7 separate regions of the Mus musculus genome follow, and all the other regions are linked to region 6. A link is a contact called in public Hi-C, HiChIP or PLAC-seq and promoter capture Hi-C data. All regions are on one chromosome and are shown on one strand. Each heading gives the region's core, a stretch centred on a gene start, on an enhancer-like site or on the middle of the called end of the contact. The rest is flanking DNA. Distances are from core to core; before and after follow the strand shown.

Region 1 (2,700 bases), core at 96-2,595, 850 kb before region 6:
AGAGCAACAGCAATCATCTGTACGGTGCCCAGACTGATGTCATACTTAGAATTTTGTGTAAAGAATAAAGCCTTCATTAGTGTCTTAGTCAGGGTTTCTATTCCTGAACAAACATCATGACCAAGAAGCAAGTTGGGGAGGAAAGGGTTTATTCAGCTTACACTTCCATACTGCTGTTCATCACCAAAGGAAGTCAGGACTGGAACTCAAGCAGGTCAGAAAGCAGGAGCTGATGCAGAGGCCATGGAGGGATGTTCTTTACTGGCTTGCCTCCCATGGCTTGCTCAGCCTGCTCTCTTATAGAACCAAGACTACCAGCCCAGAGATGGTCCCACCCACAAGGACCCTTGATCACTAATTGAGAAAAGGCCTTACAGTTGGATCTCATGGAGGCATTTCCTCAACTGAAGCTCCTTTCTCTGTGATAACTCCAGCTGTGTCAAGTTGACACAAAACTAGCCAGTACAATTAGCTTCTCAAGAGATCTGAAAATTTTAGCACAAGTCTTATTTGGATTATTTCTAATAAAATGAATTATGCCTGTGGTAGAGCCACAGCAGATGCTCAGGTGGTGAGAAGCGCCACTACCCACAGAGCACCTGGAGCAGGTCTGAGCAGCCAGCTGTCAGTGAGTGCCCTTAGCTGGTGTGGACCGAAGCCACATCTTCTGGTTCTACCACCTTTTGTAGAGTACAAATGCTCTGATTTCATGAACCTTTGCTAATCAAAGGTCCCTACTTTTGCAGCTGAGATGCTCTGAAAACTGAACAAGAGAAATGTGCCACTCAAGTGTCAGAGAAGTGAAGAGTGATTCCGCCAGCAGAGCTGGGGTCTTCACGGCCTGCAAACAGAACAAAGCAGCTGTACCCACAGCAAGGAAATCTTGTGACTTTTTAGTTTAGATAATAAGGTGTGATTACTAACATCTCTCAATGTGGAGTTTCACAAACAGGAACATTTGCCTGGCTTTCCCACAATCCCAGCAGGCAGGCAGGCAGGCAGCACTTCTTTTAAGTTCCTGGAACTTTTCTTGTGCAGTGGCTCTGTTGGGCTTCCTTTATTTTTTTCCATCTTAATGGGCTACTTCTTAAAATACTGTGGAACTTTTCTGCATTCTACTGAAACTAAAACGTCTTTTCCTCTGTGTGTATTTTTCTCACTCCAAAGGGATGAAAGAAAACCAACTGTGAAGATAACAAACCCCCATTTGTGTATATTTAGTAAATGCCTACTACCCACGGTTTCCTTGGAGACCTATGGCCACTCTGTACCCTTCCATTCCTCAGGTAAATCTCAAGAAAAGGGAACAGTGATAAGTAGTTAATAATTACTATAAATAAGTAAAAGCCGTTTACCCTGGCAGTGGGCCTGGAGTTCACAAAGCACTTAGTATTTTGGAACCTGGAGGAGTTCTGCTAAGTGGAAAGTGTCTTTGTAGATTTGTTGTTGTTACAGGGGCTGGGTGACTAGTCTATAATCAAAGAGTACTAAACAGAGAGTCTGGACTCCAAGCCTGGTTTTCTGACTTCAAATTCAATGCTATTTTTGCTTTGCCAAATCTCTCCTGGATTTAAAACACTCTTTAATCTTTATTAGCCTTAGGAATAAATAAAAATAATAGTTAACTATCAAAATTGCCAAGTACTCTAAAAGCAAGTGAATTCTTCTATAACCCAGGGAAGAAAGACTTTTAACTTAAATTCTAAATCTAAGTGCAACAAAAGATAAAAATTGGAACATATGGAGACAAATGAATCAGAAAAAAATCACCAAGAAGCTCAGCATGGTTGCAATACACAGACAATCATTAAAAAGCATTTATTTTTCTTTATTATCAGTGAATACTCAGAAAAAGAAGCTAAGGAAACCATTCCTCCTATAATAGGCATCACATGTAACAAACATGTCTGACAAGATGGCTCAGCACATAAAAGCATTTGCCAAGCAAGTCTTAGATCCTGAGTTCGGTCCCAGAAACCCAGAACCCAGCGAGGAAGAAGAGAACCACGTTTTAATGTGTGTGGCTGTACTCACACATATACCTCTCTGTCTCTGTCTCTGTCTCTGTCTCTGTCTCTGTCTCTGTCTCTCTCTCTCTCACACACACACACAAATGATTATGAATAAAAATGCAATGCCTTTCAAAATTCCAGCACAATTACTTGTGGGGAAGAGGTGCAGAGATTGACAAGCTGATCCTAAAATTCCTAGGAGAACACGAGGAGTTTACAAGAGTTAAAACATTCTTGGAAAAGAATAACAAAGTAAGAAGATCAGTTACTGATTTCAAAACTTAGATCCATAGAATAGAGTTGATAGTCTAGAAATAAGCCCTGTTACTTATGGTCATTTGATTGTGACGGTCATGCTGAGGTAATTCCATAGTGAGTGTATAAGCTTCTCAATAAACGGTATGCTGAGATAACCAGATAGCCAAATGCAAAGAGGGAAGTTGATCCTTTACGAAGGACCACACAAAAAAATTCAAAGGCCTTGTATGTCAGAACTAAAATCCATGAACTGTTTTAAGGAAACATAGATACAATTCTTTGTGAACTTAGATTATCCTGTGGTTTCTTAGATGTGAAGCTAAAAGAAAAAAGAAAGAGAAATAGACAAATTAGACTTAGTTAGAAGTAAAAGCTTTTGCACTTGGAAGGACACCATCAGGACAGTGGCTGGAGGCAATCATTAGCTTCA
Region 2 (2,700 bases), core at 108-2,607, 600 kb before region 6:
TCCTGGTTGGGACCTGGGAGGCTCGCTCCCTGTGTGGAGAGCCCCAGGGCTGGAATGCCAGCTTGTGAAACCCCAGCCAGCTGACCTTTTGGGATGGTGAAGCCACCTGTGTCTTAGAGGCGGGGGATGGGGGTGGGCTGTGCAGAGAGAGCCAAGGGAGGTGCCAGCTGAATACAGCTCTGTCATTCACCCTGGCTTCTAAGCCACTTCCTTTCCAGGTTTCTCTTCTTCCCTTTCGCATCCTCAGCCCACACCCCACAGCCAGTGGCTAGATAATGAGAGCTGAAGCTCATCCTGTGTTCTACACGTGGGCTTCCCCAGTCTCTGCAGACCCCTCCCATCCTGCTGCTCCTCCATCCCTGAGACTTTCATCTTTCCATCTCAGCCCAGCTTATTGATGGCCTTAGGGCTCTCTGGCCTGCATGACACTCTATCTTCTTAGACTTCACCACTGCCTGGCATTCTATACACACACAGCTATAATATTCTATGTACTATCTAGAATTCAAGGGCCGAGGGGGGCAACTCTAGGCCTGATGCCAAGGGAACGCTCAGGAAGTGTTTGTTGGAAGAAGGCATGAGAAAACAACTCCAGAGAGATCAGGTAACTTGGCTCCATGCCACAGAGCTGGGGAGGAAGGGTGAGCACCCATTGCCTCTGGTTCCTGGGTACCCTGGTGTCTGAAACACCACCTCTGTGCCCCATTCACTGCTCAGACACCCCTCCCTGCCCTCACCTCCACAAGAAATAATCTACCATTGCTGTCAATCACCCCCTAACTCCCACCCAGGCAGTATCACCAAGAGGCATCAGGAAGATCAAGGGACCCCACTAGCCCAATGCATGTTTTTTCTTAACTGCTGAGGAAGAAGATGACCATGTCCCCCATGAGCCACAAGGGAGCCTCCTCCTGTGGGGTGCTTCTGAAACCATGCCTGGCGGCCCATTGAAGATGTGCAGGTGAGCCTGCTGTACCTGTCTTTAGATTTGGAATCTAGGTCACCCTTGGCTGTTCCTCCCTCCTCCCTTAGAAGATAAGCGAGATCTTTCTTAGGGTCTCCTAGCGAGGAGACAACAAGGGCAATGCCCACACCCTGCCTGGGCTGTCAGGAGCACTTCATTTTGGAGCCAATATAATTTATGAGATGCAAATGGATTTAGCATTTTAAAAAGGGGGGAGGACTTGGAAACGGAACAAAGTGCATTTTACACCCTATGCTGAGGCGTGTTTGGGGTTCCATTAATCATCTCAGACTAAAGAGATTTAATCTCCCGGCCAGCCAGGCTGGAGAGAGCCTGCACCTCTCGCCCAGCCCAGGAGGCCAGGCTCGGCACTTCGGGCACTGGATGCCGGCCTGCTCTCTCCGTGCAGGCTTCAGCTGCTGGTGCATCGCCCTTGCTTTCAGCTCTTGTCTGAGTCACACAGGAGATGAAATTACAGAGGTTTCTGCACGGGATGAATCAGTAAGAGCAGGATCAAGCCAAATATTTGGACAAGCCTTGCCCTGCAGGGCGAGGGAGCAGGCTGAAGACCCTGCAGCCAGCATGCACCCTGCCTGCCACAAGCTGGAAGATTGCTTTCTGACAAAGTGCTGCTGTGGGGCTGGCTGTGGCTGGCAAGGGAATTAGCTCAGATCCAGAAAGGCAGGCTGCAGTCAGATTTCCCAGCCAGAGCTGGGGGAAAGAGAGTGTGAGCAGCGTGTGCCTTGGAGCTGTGCTTCACTGTGTTACTAGGCAGAAGGGTCTTGACAGGGCGCAGTCTGCAGGCTGAGGAGCGTGGGCAGGGGAGGAGATGGCTGCCTTTGAGTCACAGTATCTGCCTTCTCTTTCTGGAAGTCTTCGGGTGGCAGGTATGGTACTCACTACCCTTCCTGACTAGACTTGGTGGAAGATAGTGGCTGTGAAACTGAAGCTGGGCAGCTCAGTTCATTGCTAAGACTTCACTACTGTGATGTCTCCCACCAGAGGCCCTTAATTGTTACCTTCCGAGCCTCAAAGTTACTTTTTGAGGCTGTTCAGAACAATAAAACCAGTAATAAAAACTGTTACCTTAAGTCTGTCTGGAATCCTTAAAACAAAACAGGTTTGGAACACTCTCAGGTTTATTAAGGATTTCTCTCCCGTGCAAACAAGCTTCCAGGTCCTCTTCACTGAGGAACACGAACCTCCAACATGAACCTCCTCTTGATGCAGGTGACATGTACTCGTGGACTATGTGACTAGACTTCCCCTACTTGATGCTTCTCCTGAAAACCTCGGAGACTTCCCATTTTCTCATCTTGCAAATGAATAAACAGTCTTGGGAGGTTATGCAATTCTCCAGGGTCACATGGCCAGCAAGGTATACAGCCAGAAACGTAAACCTAGGCAACCAGACACCAGCTGGTAGTCTGCCTCCGGGCACCTCTAACGTTATTTGAACCCAACAGCAAAATAACCAAGGAAACCAATTCAAGCAAAGCCTACAGTTTCCAGCCTTCAGTAAGTGTTCAGACCCAGAAGATGTCAGATTCAGTGATTGCCTTCAGGATCCTGGCCCATTCTCCAAGCTCAGAGAAGGTCTATAAGGGAGATGGTTTCCCCAGACACAATGTGGTCCTCAAGAATTAACCAGGCCGGGCATGGTGGTGTATGCCTTTAATCCCAGCACTTGGGAGGCAGAGGCAGGCAGATTTCTGGGTTCAAGGCCAGCCTGGTCT
Region 3 (2,700 bases), core at 147-2,646, 530 kb before region 6:
TTTTCCAGTGTCTGGTAATCTCGTATCTCTGTACTGCCTTTGTGTCAGCCTCTCTCCAGCACATTGCCTTGTTGTCCTTGAGGGAGGAAGCCAGAGAGCCTCCAGCTTCCTTTGTAACTTCCCAGTTCCTCCGCACATCTGCTCACCCACCCCCAAAGACTTGTTTTAAAGCCCTAACCACAGAATTGAGCCTCTCATTTTCGAATGAGGGTTTGTGCCCATTGCATGGGCAGCTCTGGGTTCGGATACCAGCCATCACATTCTTATTACCTCTACAGCGGTAGCAACTTTTGGGGGTGAGGACCAGCAGAGAGTCACCCCCATAAGCCTTCTCTGGACAAAATCAGTAAGTTAACAAAATACAAGTGCTGTCTCAAAGACATCTTTTCCCCTCAGAAAAATCAGTTCGTCGAGTAGTTAGGAATTCAGATCCTTATGGCCCTTCTCTGACGCTGTGTGACCCTGCGTGGTCAGAGTGGTTCTCAGTTTTCCTTTCTTATCTGCCGAATGGGAACAGAAAATGAGGTGAACTTCACTGCGATGTGAGTACTAAGTGAGATACAGTTTACCACTAATCCATACTAGCTAGTATTAGTAGCCCAAATAGGCAGGTTGCCTCATTCTCAAGGTGTTTCTGCTTTCCAAGCCCCTGCTGGGATTGGGTGGCCAGGGACAGCATCCAACTGCTGGCCCGGCGGGGGTGACCCAGCAGCTGTCCAGGCCTGGACACAGGTGTGGCCCCGACCACAGTGAGGGCGTGGCGAGCCGAGGTTTGGGCAGGCCCGGCGCACACGAGGGCGGGGAGCTGGCCTCGGTCCCGAGCACCGCACAGGGCGTCTGGGCCGTCCCGCCGGGTCGGGCCTCTCGGCTGTGGTCACGGACCAAGCGCGGGGACTAGTCACGCGCCGCGTCACCGGAGCCGTGGGCCCGGGCTGGACCAGGAGGCGGCGGGGGCGCGACGCCACCGGCCCGCCACGCCCAGGCCCTCATCAAGTGACCAGTATCCCTTCCAGGAGAACACGGTCCTTCAAAGAGGGAAGCGCGCTCCAGGCTGCAGCCCCGGCGCCAAGCAGCCGTCATCTCCTTCCTGTGCCGGGTGATCTGTCGCCTCACCCACCCGGAAAAACATAGTCCGCCCCTCTTGTCCTTGTGCCACAGCGCTAGCTGTTGAGAAGGCGCGGCTCTCTCTGACTAGTCCCTCGTCTTGTCCATGACAAACCCTTCAGGACCCACCGAGAGCAGAAATATACCCTAAAAGGAGAGCCCGGGAGAGAAGAAAGAGAGGAAGCCGAGAGGAAGGGAGAGGCGAGGCCCGCGGAGGGACACCAAGACGTCCTCGCAGTGCGCACGCGCGCCGCGAAGAACGAGTTCCGGCCTGGCCGAGGCCTGACTCCTAAAAATAGCCCCGGTGTGGGGATCCGTGCGCGGATGTCCCGGCGAGTCCCGGGCTGAAGGAGGCGGCTCCGGGCGGCGCGGAGTGCTGTGGCGGGCCGGGCCGGGGCTGCGGCGTGTGCGCGCCCGCCGGCAGTAGCGGAGACTCGGTGAGGGGCCGCGGGCGGCGGGGATGTGGCGGCGGCTGGGAAGGGGGTCGGGCCGCGCTGGGAGTGGGGGGCACTACCACGGAGGGGCTGCGAGGCCGAGGAGGGGTGCCCGCGCGGCTCCGGGCGCCGGGGCGAGGCTGGGCGTGGGGCGGCCGGGCCCTCGGGAGAGCGGAGGGGCGCGGCCCCGTGCGGTGGGGGCGGGGTGCCCTGGGGCGAGCCCGGGGGGCTGCGGGCGCGGCGGCGGGGGCCCGCGGGGGGGACTGTCGCGAGCCGCCTCCCTGTGCGCGCCACCTCTGGGGCCCCCAGCCGCGCCGCCCCGCTCCTCCCTGAAAGTTGACGGAGTTCCCAGGGGGCCGCGGAGCCACTCGGTCCATTCCTCCAGCGTCGCGGATCTCGGGGTCTCCCCGCTCCGTAAACCGCCAGTGCGGGGGGCGTCCGGCCCTGTGGTCGCACTTAAAGTTCCCCCACTTCTGCTTCGGGGGGAAGGTTGGTTCACTGGGGCGGGAGGTAGGGGGTCGAACTCTCCCGTGGGGATATCGGCGTTAGGTTGTGTGTCTGGACCTGGCCCGGGCGGTGGCCGGGTTCGAGCACCTGCGGGTGCGGGGAAAAGGTCTTGGGAGTCGGGGCTGCAGAAGGGACCCGCTCCTTGCAATCGGGTAGATCCCGCCTTAGGTCTCAGGGTGAGATGGAAACTTTGCCTTTGGGTTCGATGTCATCTGTTTTTGGGCGGTTGAGGATTAAAGATCAGTGATATTGCAGACAAGTTTGGGAAAGGTGAGCGTTTTCTGAATTAGCATTTCCCCCCTCCCCCTGGAAAAGTGTAACTATCAAATTCTTGCTCACTCGGACCTTAAATAGGTCCCTGAGCTCTGAAGCCCCTGTCATCATGATCCAGAAGGCAACGGAGTGTAGACTGACTACACCGTCGCGCTAACCTGTATGTTTACTGTGAAATTGGGATTCCAGAAATTGAAATTAGAAAGACCTGCTGCGATGTGTTGACAACTATTTTAAAACTAATATTGTATAACAGTTTTCAAGTTTGTAGCGCAGCGCATCGTGTTTCTCTTATGTCTTTCTTGAAACATCCATTACTGTATGACAGTGAGGTTCTGTAAAGCAGTAATTAGGTGTATATTACACAAGAGTACTTTCCCTT
Region 4 (2,735 bases), core at 108-2,607, 660 kb before region 6:
TTCTCGTCCCTCTTGTACAGAAAGGCCCTTCCAGAAAAACCCAAGAGTTTTACATGGAATGTTTCATGTGGTGGTCTTCACTAGAGCCTTTTTGAGAACATGCCGTCCAGTACCTCAGCTTCAAATGGCCACTGTAGCTGACAAGACAATGCTCACTCCCAAGCTTTGACTGTGAGGCTGCTTGCTTTCCGAACCTGCTGCTCCTTCCTAGCAAGATTGTCTGATGCTATTTGTACTTATACAAAAATTCTCCACCCAATGATATCCTGGCTCCTCTGAAACACACACACACACACACACACACACACACCCCAAATGCAGCTGAAGTCTGGGAAGAAGTCACACTCAGACCAGCAACGAAAAGGAAACTTAAAACCACCTAGGACTCACCACTCTGTACAACACTATAAGAACAAAACAAAACAAAACAAAACAAAACAAAACAAAACAAAACAAAACAAAAAGTCTTTCCTAAAGGTTTGTACTCAGGTGAACGCCTGGATATCTGCACTCGGAGGTAGAGATGAAGATTCTGATCCATGTTCATTATCCAGAGTTGAGGACTCTAATACATGTTCATTATCAGGAGTTGAAGCCAGACTCAGCTACATGTTCATTTAAAGATTCCTCCCTGCTCTGCTTAGGGAAAAAAAAATTGAGGGCATAAATAATGAATGAATGAATAACTAGCTGTCATGCTGATGTCGAGTCTAAGAAGCAAGCCACTGTACTCTCAGACTCAGGGAGCCTGCTCTCTAGCTGTTCTGGCCTATATAGAGGTTTAAGAATATCCAGACATGTATCTGTTACATGAAATAATCACCTTGGTCCTAAAAATACTCTCTTGCTACTAATTCAATTAAAAAAATGCAGTGGGAACGCTTAATGAAGCTTTCTAGGTGGTTAAAACTCTGCTGCCAGAAAAAAATCCTATTCTTAGAACCTCACAGTCAAATGGCAGGAAACAGAAGGTACACCCTCGGCAGAGAAGTGCCAGCTCTCGAGCACATCTTGTGAGACCTCACTGAGCAGAGCTGAGGCAGGGCAGCTGCACAGGGCTTTCGTGTATAGTGTTGTGCCCCTCGGGGAGAGGGCAATTGATGAGAGGCCAGATGCCCTTGGGACACTCAGGACTAGTTGAAACCATCCTACCCCACCTTGCTTTGATGATGCTGATGGATAAGATAAGTTTTCATTTTTCAGCACCTGGTGTTAACAAGGCAGACTTTACAGCATCAAAACAACAAAGGAAAAAAACCAAAACAACGTTTACAGATTGGCAGTGTATCAGGGAGCAGAGAGCAGCAAGGGAAGTGGGGAGATCTTACAACAGACACCAGCAGTGTGAAAAGATGACTTGCCTCAAAGCCAAGGGGAGACAGAGCGTGCCTTGGTGGGCTTTGTGGAGAGACCCACGGATGGGGCCAGGCTGGTGGGGGGAGTCGATGGAACAGAGCCCCTAGGAGGTGTCACCAAAACCAGCCCCCACCCACTCCTTTCTAGGGTCTCAGCCTCTTCTTCCTGCCGGGCACAAGTGTGAGGCAGGGCACACCTTGGAAGGCCAGTCTGTAATAATGAAGTCCCAATGCTAGAAGGAAGCCAATGCTTCCATGGCTTGAGCCAGCAAGCTGAGCTGTGTACACCGGAATGCCATCCCTCCTTAGCAGTCCTGAGAGAGTGTTGTGGGAACAGATACTTGCACCCACATTAGACAAAGAACATGGAGGAGTTGAAGCTAAAATTTCACAGCCTGATTGCAAGAGATTCAAGGTTAAATTTTACTCATTTACTCTGGGACTGGAGTGGGCTGTACTGAACTGGGGCCCATCCCCAAGGGAAAAACAGACTGACTGTAACAAAAACGGACCACGTGAATACAAGTTCCCAAGAAGGAGGAGGTGAGGGAGGCAGATGTGGCCAGAGAGTCTGAAGGATGCAAAGCCGTCAGACAGGAAACGGCCAGGGAGGAATGCTCCAGACAGAACTGTGTGGTGGGCAGCTCTGAGGTAAGCAGATGCTGGGTGTGTCCTGGGACTGAGGGAAGACAAGTATGACCAGACATGGTAAGAAATGGACCAAGTCTGGGCTAGAGAGATGGTTCAGCCGTTAAGGGCACCGATTGCTCTGGCAAAGGACCGAGGTTTGAGTCCCAGCACCCACATAGCAACTCTCAACTCTCAACCCCCGTTCACAGAATCCGACCCCCTCTTCTGGTTTCTATGGACAGGTCATGTGAGTGAGTCACATATACACACAGAGGTAAAACACCCATACACATTAAAGAAAATGATTTTTTAAAAGTTAGAGAAATCTGCAGAGTCAGGGGCAGTGAGGATATCCAACCACAGGCTAGACCTGCCAACACTGTGTGCCAAATATAGTAGAGGCTTGTGGGAATTCAAGAGATTACCCAAGATACAGGACCTTGGGGACAGGGCTACCCACAAGAAAACCTCACTTTTGGATAGCTCAAAAAGATCAGACATGTATGGATGAGCGAGGAAACGAGAAAGAAAGTCAAAGTAGAGACCTTGGCATCTAGCCCCTACACTCTCATGACTCCACAGTATGGTAGTAAGCTCTCTGGTACTATAACAAAACACCTTGAATAACCTACTTATGAAGGGGGGAAAGGGTTGTTTTTGTTCACAGTGTTGATGGTTGCAGCCTGATTGGCTGTCTCTGTTGCTTTGGCCATGTGGTGAGGCAGCGCACTATGGTGGGAACATATGATG
Region 5 (2,700 bases), core at 97-2,596, 530 kb after region 6:
GTAGGTGTAAGGAGATCGCCTCTGAGCCTGAAAACTTGAGTTCCATCCTCAGGACCCACATGGCAGAGGAAGAGAGCCAATCCCTTCACATTGTCCTCTGACCTCCATGGGTGCTGTGGTGTGGCATGCTCATACAGATATACACAAACACACACGGAGTAAATAAAATATAGTGAAAATTAACACACAGAGTAAATAAAATATAGTGAAAATTAATACACAGAGTAAATAAAATATAGTGAAAATTATTTGGGGGTGGGGGAAGGTGACACCTTTGTGGCCAGTAGCTTCTAGAATATGCAAGGCAGATAATGCATCTGTATTGCAGCCTCCACCCCCAGATCAGAAGGGCTTTCTCTATAAGACTCTTTGCCTATGGCCCAACATACATGCACAACCCTTTTTTGTTCTTTATAAAAAAAAACTTTTAATCTTATTGTTACTAATGTGTGTCTGTCTATTGTCTGTACAAAGGTGTGTATGTGATGGAGTGTGTATAGAATGTTTGTGTGATGTATGTATGGAGATCTGAAGATAACTTTGGGGGATCAGTAGAAGGAGCCATTTGATTCCTGGATGAGAACTGTAAAAAGGAGAGGAGAGCTTGTGTCCCAATATGACCGGAATACTTCCTGCTGAGAGGCCTGGCCGTTGTCTTTTTCCACCTTAACTTGGGTTCTGGGACTCAAACTCAGGTCCCCAGACTTGCAGGGCAAACCCCATTTCCTCACTGAGCCTCTCCCCAGCTTCCCACTTAACCCCTGAACACTGTAAGTTCCAACCATCACCTTGGAAAACAGCTTTCTAAGCCTTCCCTTGCTGCCTCTGGGGCGGATGGTGCTGCCTGTGTGCTTTCTCCCATTTGGCCGGCGTCTGAAAGGCTTGGAGACAAACACCAGGACATTTTCCATCTGTGTTGGGCCTGTTCAGTTCGTGAGACCTGATGGCTGGGCTGTTCAGCACTCAGTGCCAGCTGCCTTTGATCTTTCGGTTCAGCCCTCTGGGACAGGGTTATGCAATGGCTGGCTGTGCTCCCTCGGAGCTTGGTTTGTGGTAATTTTGCCCAGACTAACACAAACAAGCAGTGAGCGCTGTAGGCTTGCTGAACCTGTTTCTGTCAAGTGTGTGGATATCGTTGTCATTTGATGTTTTTTGTCTACTCTCGGTGGCACCCTGTAAATACTTAAGTACTCTGGGTGCCCGTGCACCGAAAATAATAAAACGCATCAGTCCAAATTCCCAATGTATGCCAAGACCAGGTGGAAAGCTTCCGTGTTCATCTACAGTCTGCCCCATCTTTCCCAGCATGCATCGTGCCGCATGCTCGTCTGTCGTCCTATCTTCAGACTTTGACCGCTTCTCTCTGGGCTTGAGTTGATCAGATTTCAGTTGTAAAGAAACGTGTGGCAGTGAGCCCTAGAAAGAGCGTTAAGAACTGGCAGTGCAGATTGCATTCCTCTGTCCTTAGGGTCTAGTGAGGTTAGTGGTACACACCACACTCTTGGTGTGGCTGGTTTCCTTCTACCAGAATGACCCCTGTGAAGGAAGCCTCTGCACCAGCCCCTGCTACCAACCCCTGCCCTGCTTGAGTTCCTGTCCCGACTTCCTTAGATGAACAGGGATGTGAAAGTGAAGGCCAAATAAACCCTTTCTCCCAAGTTGCTTCGGCCCTGGTGTTTCGTCACAGCAATAGAAACCCTTACTAGGACGCATGTCATGATACAACATTCGGAAATGGTTCAGTAAAGAGTGAAGAATTTTGGTTTTATTTTCGAATGTTTTAGTGTGTGTGTGGAGGAGTGCATATGATGAACACAGGTGCCCTCGGAGCCAGAAGCATAGGATTCCCTCAACGCTAGAGTTACAGGCAACTGTGAGCCACCCAACAGCAGGAAGGACTAGGGGTCACACTCAGCAAGTGCTTAACCAGAGAGCCATCTCCCCAGCCAGCCCCAAGAGGGTGTGTTTTTGTGTGTAGAAAGGTGCTGGGAGACATCCCTGGTGATGCTGCTTTGACAGCAGGTAACTCTAGGTCTGTGGGGTCCATTAGGTCCTAGTTCAACTCTTGGCAAACTTTAGATTTTTCTGGACTTAAGTGTTTAGAGTAAGTGGGAAACGTCAGTCATTAGAAAGGAAAAAAGCCGCCAGGGAAATTGAGTGACTTATCTAACACAATTGCCAGAGGCTAGGACTCCTCTCTCTGGATCTTAGTTGTTCATCCTTCTTCATCTACACAAATGAAGAGGGAGATAAAGACTGGAGGAGAACTTTCTGTTGGAAGGGCGGTAAGGCACAGGATTTGGCTAAGGGAGCACAGCACCACCTTGTGGCCAGATATGATCACAGCCGCTGCCAATTGCCAAGGCCAGCTTAACCAAGATTGCTGGTAGCTTTCTCACAGTTCCTGTGGTTCTTACACGTTCCCATTTGTGAAACATTCATTTTTGTCTATATTCTGGCCCTGTAATTTTCTGTTATGAATTTTCTTTGGATATACAAGCCAAAAGAAACAGATTTCTTCTCCCCAGAAACCCAGTTGAGTCTCAGATTCTTTGATATCCCTGAAGAAAACCTTAGTCTTATGTATTAAACCAGGACCCATTTGCTGCCTGGCAATAGCAGATCACTGGGATTTCTGACTTCCTCTTGTGGAAAAAAAATAAGGAACATGTTCTGGGTGTGCCACAGCAAGAAGGTTGG
Region 6 (2,700 bases), core at 100-2,599:
TTCCTCTCTTGGTCTTACCTTTTCAGCTAGCAAAAATGAGACTAACCATGGCCTGCCTGGGGTCCCCTCCTAATGTAAGAAGGCTCAAGGGACAGAAGAGAAGTGCTTAGATACCCCATTCCTAGACAGGGAATGAACACTTTAGAGCTTCCCCATAACGTGCAGAAAACATACACACCTGTGCTGATGCTGTCAGAGTGGGAACGACAGGTTCATATTCTTTCCTCTAGGTGAGCTATAGCTAATTTCTCAATGCAACCCCACCTCGGCCAGGTTCAGGACACAACAGAAGCCAGGACAATAACAGGCCTTCCCCTGTGTTCTCTCTCCTAGGAAGGCACAGTCTGAAAGGGCCAAGTGAAGGAGATGGGAAGGTAGGTCTTCTCCCGCCCAGCCCTCCGCGGGACCACCCCAGGAGAAGTAACAGACTGGGCAAGGCAGACCCATAGGGGGCGCGGGCAATACCAGGCCGCCGGCGGCGCCGCAGGCGCTGAGGGAGACGAGGGAGCCCGGGTGGCCCAGGACTCGTCCGGAGTAGAAGCACAGCTCGGCAGGATGTCCGCTGCGCCCCGAGACACCCGCCTCCTCCACCTCGAAGCCTGGGGACAGGAAACGCAGGTCGCGATGCAGCTGCAGGTATAGGTCGCGCCCAAAGGCCGGCAGGTGCAGTAGCAGGGCGCGCTCTCCTTGCCCTGCTCGATGGCCACCTGGAGATGCTCGCGGTCGCCGCCACCGCCGGAGCCCCGCTGCTCCCGGCAGCAACTGCAGGTGCACGTCCTCGGGGCGCAGCCGCCTCGGGAGCACCACCTCCACGTCGGCCGCCGCGTCGCCGACAGCTGCGGGGAGAGAGGACACGCGTCAGCACCAGCCTGGCCACCAGGGCTGCCGGCCGCTCCGGCGCTGACTCGCAAGGCTCCGTGGGTATCGCGCAGCCGTGACCCCGCACTCCCTTCCCTCCCCGAGCCGGGCCTCTCCAAGCTGGCGAAGCCACTCGATCGCACCGGGGGTCAGCTCGCCATCCGCGTGCCGAGAGGGAACCAGAGACCAGTTCTCCGGCCGCGGCCTTCACTCTCCTCCTCAGGGGATGCTGTCAGCGGTCCACCTATGCACCCGGGCGCCGGGATGCTTCGGGAAGGCACCGGGAAGGTGGCCGCGAGAGCTAGGAACGCTACCTGTGCCCGGGTCCAGCCCCCACACCAGCAGCAGCAAGGACAGGACGAGAGGGGGCAGCAGGGTGCCGTCACACATGGTACTTGGGACCAGCAGCCCCCAAGACTGTAGTGATAGAGCAGGGACTCGCGAGGCGGCGAAGCCAACCGGAGTGCAGCCCTGCAGCCTTTGGAAAAAGTAATTAGCGCTGCGGACAAACCCAACATGGTAAATACTAAGCCCCACCTTCTCCTTGGAAAGTAGGCGGTGATTGGGCTTTTGCTTTTCTCTGCCCCGCCTTCCCTGTCCGTATTGGTTAGGGCCGGTCGAAACCAACGTGCGTAGTTAGGTTGTAAGCACTTTCTTACACGTGGTTTCTAGGCAGTAGGTAGGCTGTGACACCAGGTGGCAGGCGCGAGCCGGCTCAGCTGCAGCATCTTGGAGCAGCCAGGAGGACACCAGCCTGGTCTTCAGTTTGTTCACATTTGGGAGATCACCTTTGAGGCTTCCTAGGAAGATAGGCCAGACCAACCAGTTCAGTACAAGAAAAAGAAAATCTCTATGTATTGAAGTGACTCCTATTTTTGATTAGTTTGGGCTGGAAAGACGCAGCCCAGTGTTCCTAGCACACCTGAATTCATGCCTGACTTCTATATCTATGGTGTTTGTCCACACCCCGCAGGCTTCTTGCAGTCTATACTTTCACAGAATCCAAGAAGGTGAGAGCATAATAACACTCCCCTGAAGACTGGGAAACTGAGAAAAAGGAAATGTAAGGAGCCTGCTTAAATTGGACAGCTAGTATCTGTCAGAGCCGTGTCTTGTGTCTGTGATCCTGACTTTAGGTCAGGTGTGTTTAGGGAGGTATATTAGCTGCGCTTTGCATCGCAGGACCCTGGAGAGCTGAGAGGCAGAGCCTGAACTTGAACCCAGCCTTTCACGAACAGAATGAGTGTTCAATTTTCCAGCAGAATCTAGCCAGATATTATCCCTAGCAGACCCCTATGGGTAATCCCATTGGCCTCTTTAAAATTGTCCTACAGATAGCAGGACTGACTGAGCACAGGGATACCACAGCAGTCACAGATGGCTCCTCATCTCTCCCTTTTTGTCTGTTTGCTTGCTTGTTTTCAAAAAGGCCCCTACTCACCCCTCATCACAGGATCCAGACTTCATCACAGGGCTGAATTACCAGAAAGCATCCAGAGACGAGGTAAACACTGGTGAGTTTCCCTAAGTTTGGTGCCCCTGTCCTGGTAAGCTGTCTGCAGCTCTCCACAAAGGCGTATCACAGAATGTGCTGCCGAGCCAGTCTCTGATCTAGTGGCTGTCACTCACCGGTTGGCACCCTCGGGTGACTGGCAGCATGGGTCAGGCTCTGTTGGTGGCTATGAATGAGTAGGGCTTTGCCTCACTTGACCATGAGAATTTGACTGTGACCTCAACCATGTCATGGGAAACAGGAAGAAAAGGAGAAGCCTTAGCCCTGTGTGAGTGTGTGTGTGTGTGTGTGTGTGTGTGTGTGGTCAGACAGCAGCTAGCTATTCTGAC
Region 7 (2,700 bases), core at 74-2,573, 620 kb before region 6:
CCCCCTCCTTCAGGAGTCCAGGGTGAGCCATAATCCCTGCTCAGAGTCTCATTTCTTTAAACCTAAACGAAGGGAAAGGGGTCACACCCACAGTATCCTCTCAACCAGCACCCTGAGAAGCTGACGGCCGGCTGACCAATGCGCAGGGGCAGGGACATTTTGACCTTTGTTCCCTGCTTCAAAATGAAGTAGCACAGGGCTTGTGGTCACATACCTGCTGAGTGAGTGATGGGCTCCTTGGGACACATATGAAGAAAGTCACAAGCCTAAAGAGGGGCTGTGCACTCAGGAATGCTGTCCTTTCCCTCCTCCCCTCAAAGCTGTGACCCCATTCTCCTCGCTCCATCCTTTATGCTCTCCCTCCATCTCTGTTTTCCACAGAGGGGAAAGGCGTTTTGATTATGAAGCATTTCTGGGGCTGCTTAGGTCTGCCAAGTGCTGGGCTCTTCGTTAGCCCCCCTTCTCAGCCTCTGCCTGAGTGGAGACAGCAGCATTATCTCTTCATTACAGGTTTAGGAGCGCTGACCAAGAAAGGTCAGAAGGCTGCCTGCCCAAGGTCAGACACCCTGCAGCCCAGGGTATGACGGAGGCCCTGCCTGATTCTCCAGCACGGAGCTTGGGAGCATTTGGGCCACAAGAGCTGGATCAGAGCTCCAGTCAGTCTCTGGAGCCAGAAACTGCTGGAGGGAGACACGGACACCCACTGGAAGAGGTGAGGCTGCAGATGTGATCGGCGTGGGGAAGTCAGACAGATAAGAGCTGAGGGACCAGACAGGCAGGCTTCAGTTTTGGTACTTAGACTAGACTTTTAACCCACAGCCCCATGCAAATTTGATTCATTGGACAGTCAGAGAAGAGTATGGAAAAGGAGGCCTTCAAGCACAGGGCTACATCCACAGGGCTCATCAAAGATGCTCGAATGAGTCTTCCCGGTCAGGGACTCTGCTCCTGATGGCACAGCTTTTGGATGTGTTCTCTGCTTTTTGTATCCAGGACACTCTGGAGTGGAAAGCCTATTCTGCCCTCTAACAGCCTGTGGGCAGGGTCACTGTGACCTGGCCATGGGAGTGTTGGAGGAGAGCCAGCCCAGAGTTGTCACAGTCCACTGTGGCCAGCAGAAAGCCCACTCTACTCTTGCCCCAGAGCCTGCCTCACCACCTGGGTTGTGTTCCAAGCAGCTGGGCTTTGGGGAAGCTGGGACTTGGAGAGAATCCATTTGACCAGTGAGCTGCACGTGGCCGGGTGCCGGGGCGCCTGGGGAAGTGTGGTGTTCCAGACATGGTCACCGCCCTGTCTCCTCACCACTTCCTGCCCGAATGCAGAAGCTGAGTCTGACTGGGGTAGGGATCTGGTGACTAAGGACAGAATGGATGCTAGGGACAGCAGAATGGGGAGCTCCAGGTTCGCAGTGCTCCCTCTCACAGCTCCACAGTGCTCCCTCTCACAGCTCCATCTGCCTCCCCCGCACCTGACCTCCTTCTGCAAGAAGCAAATCTTCTATCAGGTTAAATGCCTGCAGCTGGGTGTGCTCAGGAGACAAAGAACAGAAACTGAAGATGTATGGTGTAGGGTCCATCAGAAGAGAGCCTCTTGGGTACGCTCAGCTTTTGTTGGAATCTGCTCTTTATCTGGTCGAGCCCTACAGTTAGGCTCTGACATATATCCCTTGTCCCCAGCTGCTAGGAGCTGGGTGGTACATTCACCCACATCCTGATCTCTCAGCTACAGCACAAACCCCCTTGACTAAGCCTTCTTCTGCACAAGGCAACTGTAGGCCAATGGGGAGACAGTCCGGAAATGTGTTATGTCTGCCCTGTTCTCCCTGGATGAGCAAGCTGACCCCCCATGACATTACTTGCCAGGGGATATGGCAGAGATGAAACTAGAATCAGGTGCACACAGAAGCATTTCCTGGTCCTACCCCATGGCTGACTTGGTTACCTGCAGAAGACTCCAGGAATCTGTGTGGACTACCATATCCCCCAACAGCCAGCTTGGTTCTGTTGTACACCAAAGCCCAAGAAACTCTTCCTAGCCAAGGAAAGGGCAGACTGTGGAGTGTCATGGGCAGCCGTCCCATTATGAGGTGACCTTCAGGTTCTAATTGGGAACCAACCGTAAGACAAGCCCTCCAGAAATTTTACTCTACCCTGAGACAGTTGAAAATCCTGATGCACAGCCTGAACCCCGCCAGCGAACCCCAGATTACCGAGGGTTAGACCCAGTTTCCCGCACTTAAAATTTTAAATTAATACATATAAATCTAAAACTTACACACATTAATGGGGAACCATGGAATGTGTCCTCATTGCTTAGTGTTTATCTCCTTGAACATTTAGGCATCAGCACACTTTCAAGTTCCGGAGGTGATTCTGATGAGGCCAACAGCCACCTGCTTGCATGCTTTCCAAGCCAGCAGGCATCTCATCCTGCAGGAGGGCTGTGAACCAGTCAGACCCTTTTCCTTAGGTTCTGTTTTAAGATCTGCATTTCTAAGATGCTCCTAGGCAATACTGGTGCTTCAGGAGTGAAGCCAATGAGGTAGAAGAAGAGGCAGAGGAAAAGCCACACGTAGATCCCAGTAGCCATCGTTAAGGTGTGACGGAGGCTTTCCAGAACAGGTCCTACCTGGTCCTATTTACCTAAGTGGTGACATGCTGCTCCCCGGGGCAGGTTCTTCCACACACCCAAGCTATGCAT

What was found. Promoter capture Hi-C pulls out the DNA fragments that hold promoters and counts their contacts. A called contact is a pair of places that touch in the nucleus more often than the background predicts. HiChIP or PLAC-seq counts read pairs in DNA pulled down with a chosen protein or histone mark.
Region 1: a promoter capture Hi-C map of liver shows a contact between it and region 6, with 3 times the contacts expected there. The contact joins the enhancer-like site here to the promoter of Adamts17 in region 6. A contact is called at or near these places in 3 of 39 promoter capture datasets (the C10 cell line, hippocampal neurons and liver), 1 of 484 Hi-C or Micro-C datasets (bone marrow-derived macrophages), 1 of 115 datasets of contacts at active chromatin or transcription factors (astrocytes) and 2 of 9 other capture datasets (embryonic stem cells and liver).
Region 2: a promoter capture Hi-C map of hippocampal neurons shows a contact between it and region 6, with 2.9 times the contacts expected there. The contact joins the enhancer-like site here to the promoter of Adamts17 in region 6. A contact is called at or near these places in 5 of 39 promoter capture datasets (embryonic stem cells, hippocampal neurons, liver and 1 more) and 3 of 115 datasets of contacts at active chromatin or transcription factors (astrocytes, microglia and pancreatic cancer cells).
Region 3: a contact with region 6 is called in a Hi-C map of cortical neurons, with 5 times the contacts expected there. The contact joins the promoter of Mef2a here to the promoter of Adamts17 in region 6. A contact is called at or near these places in 6 of 39 promoter capture datasets (cranial neural crest, embryonic stem cells, frontonasal cranial neural crest and 1 more), 9 of 484 Hi-C or Micro-C datasets (CD4 T cells, cerebellum, cerebral cortex and 4 more), 13 of 115 datasets of contacts at active chromatin or transcription factors (the NIH/3T3 cell line, SST interneurons, astrocytes and 8 more) and 2 of 9 other capture datasets (adipose tissue and embryonic stem cells).
Region 4: a contact with region 6 is called in a promoter capture Hi-C map of hippocampal neurons, with 3 times the contacts expected there. The contact joins the enhancer-like site here to the promoter of Adamts17 in region 6. A contact is called at or near these places in 9 of 39 promoter capture datasets (the 3T3-L1 cell line, cranial neural crest, embryonic stem cells and 4 more), 1 of 484 Hi-C or Micro-C datasets (cortical neurons), 1 of 115 datasets of contacts at active chromatin or transcription factors (astrocytes) and 2 of 9 other capture datasets (adipose tissue and liver).
Region 5: a Hi-C map of cerebral cortex shows a contact between it and region 6, with 7 times the contacts expected there. The contact joins the enhancer-like site here to the promoter of Adamts17 in region 6. A contact is called at or near these places in 7 of 39 promoter capture datasets (the 3T3-L1 cell line, embryonic stem cells, frontonasal cranial neural crest and 3 more), 1 of 15 datasets of contacts at CTCF or cohesin (embryonic stem cells), 18 of 484 Hi-C or Micro-C datasets (the N1E-115 cell line, cerebellar granule neurons, cerebellum and 8 more), 3 of 115 datasets of contacts at active chromatin or transcription factors (astrocytes, forebrain and pancreatic cancer cells) and 1 of 9 other capture datasets (embryonic stem cells).
Region 7: an H3K27ac HiChIP or PLAC-seq map of microglia shows a contact between it and region 6, with 5 times the contacts expected there. The contact joins the enhancer-like site here to the promoter of Adamts17 in region 6. A contact is called at or near these places in 5 of 39 promoter capture datasets (embryonic stem cells, hematopoietic stem and progenitor cells, hippocampal neurons and 2 more), 1 of 484 Hi-C or Micro-C datasets (hematopoietic stem and progenitor cells) and 1 of 115 datasets of contacts at active chromatin or transcription factors (microglia).

Annotation. Positions count from the first base shown.
Region 1 is chr7:67,687,091-67,689,790 of GRCm38.p6, reverse strand. The region is part of intron 6 of Ttc23 (tetratricopeptide repeat domain 23); the gene reads right to left. Among named protein-coding and RNA genes, the nearest start is that of Gm34140, 29 kb to the left of the region's middle. Within about 2 kb of position 1,345, at least 12 of the 459 cell types and tissues checked have an H3K27ac peak or open chromatin away from gene starts, as enhancers often do. A contact at or near this core is called in astrocytes, where this site is marked.
Region 2 is chr7:67,442,103-67,444,802 of GRCm38.p6, reverse strand. No RefSeq gene overlaps it. Among named protein-coding and RNA genes, the nearest start is that of Gm33926, 3.1 kb to the right of the region's middle. Within about 2 kb of position 1,357, at least 205 of the 459 cell types and tissues checked have an H3K27ac peak or open chromatin away from gene starts, as enhancers often do. A contact at or near this core is called in hippocampal neurons, microglia and pancreatic cancer cells, where this site is marked.
Region 3 is chr7:67,371,554-67,374,253 of GRCm38.p6, reverse strand. It overlaps Mef2a (myocyte enhancer factor 2A), which reads left to right and starts at 1,396. Exons shown (of 11, transcript NM_001291195.1): 1 at 1,396-1,541.
Region 4 is chr7:67,501,788-67,504,522 of GRCm38.p6, reverse strand. No RefSeq gene overlaps it. Among named protein-coding and RNA genes, the nearest start is that of Gm34079, 18 kb to the left of the region's middle. Within about 2 kb of position 1,357, at least 44 of the 459 cell types and tissues checked have an H3K27ac peak or open chromatin away from gene starts, as enhancers often do. A contact at or near this core is called in cortical neurons and hippocampal neurons, where this site is marked.
Region 5 is chr7:66,309,752-66,312,451 of GRCm38.p6, reverse strand. All of the region lies in intron 6 of Lrrk1 (leucine-rich repeat kinase 1), which reads left to right. Among named protein-coding and RNA genes, the nearest start is that of Gm45989, 29 kb to the right of the region's middle. Within about 2 kb of position 1,346, at least 113 of the 459 cell types and tissues checked have an H3K27ac peak or open chromatin away from gene starts, as enhancers often do. A contact at or near this core is called in cerebral cortex, forebrain, pancreatic cancer cells and 1 more, where this site is marked.
Region 6 is chr7:66,838,384-66,841,083 of GRCm38.p6, reverse strand. Adamts17 (a disintegrin-like and metallopeptidase (reprolysin type) with thrombospondin type 1 motif, 17) reads right to left here and starts at 1,349. Exons shown (of 23, transcript NM_001033877.4): 1 at 1,173-1,349; 2 at 466-836. The coding sequence starts at 1,248. It overlaps Gm33627 (a long non-coding RNA gene), which reads left to right and starts at 1,293. Exons shown (of 4, transcript XR_391554.2): 1 at 1,293-1,377; 2 at 2,288-2,372.
Region 7 is chr7:67,460,629-67,463,328 of GRCm38.p6, reverse strand. No RefSeq gene overlaps it. Among named protein-coding and RNA genes, the nearest start is that of Gm33926, 22 kb to the right of the region's middle. Within about 2 kb of position 1,323, at least 160 of the 459 cell types and tissues checked have an H3K27ac peak or open chromatin away from gene starts, as enhancers often do. A contact at or near this core is called in hematopoietic stem and progenitor cells, liver and microglia, where this site is marked.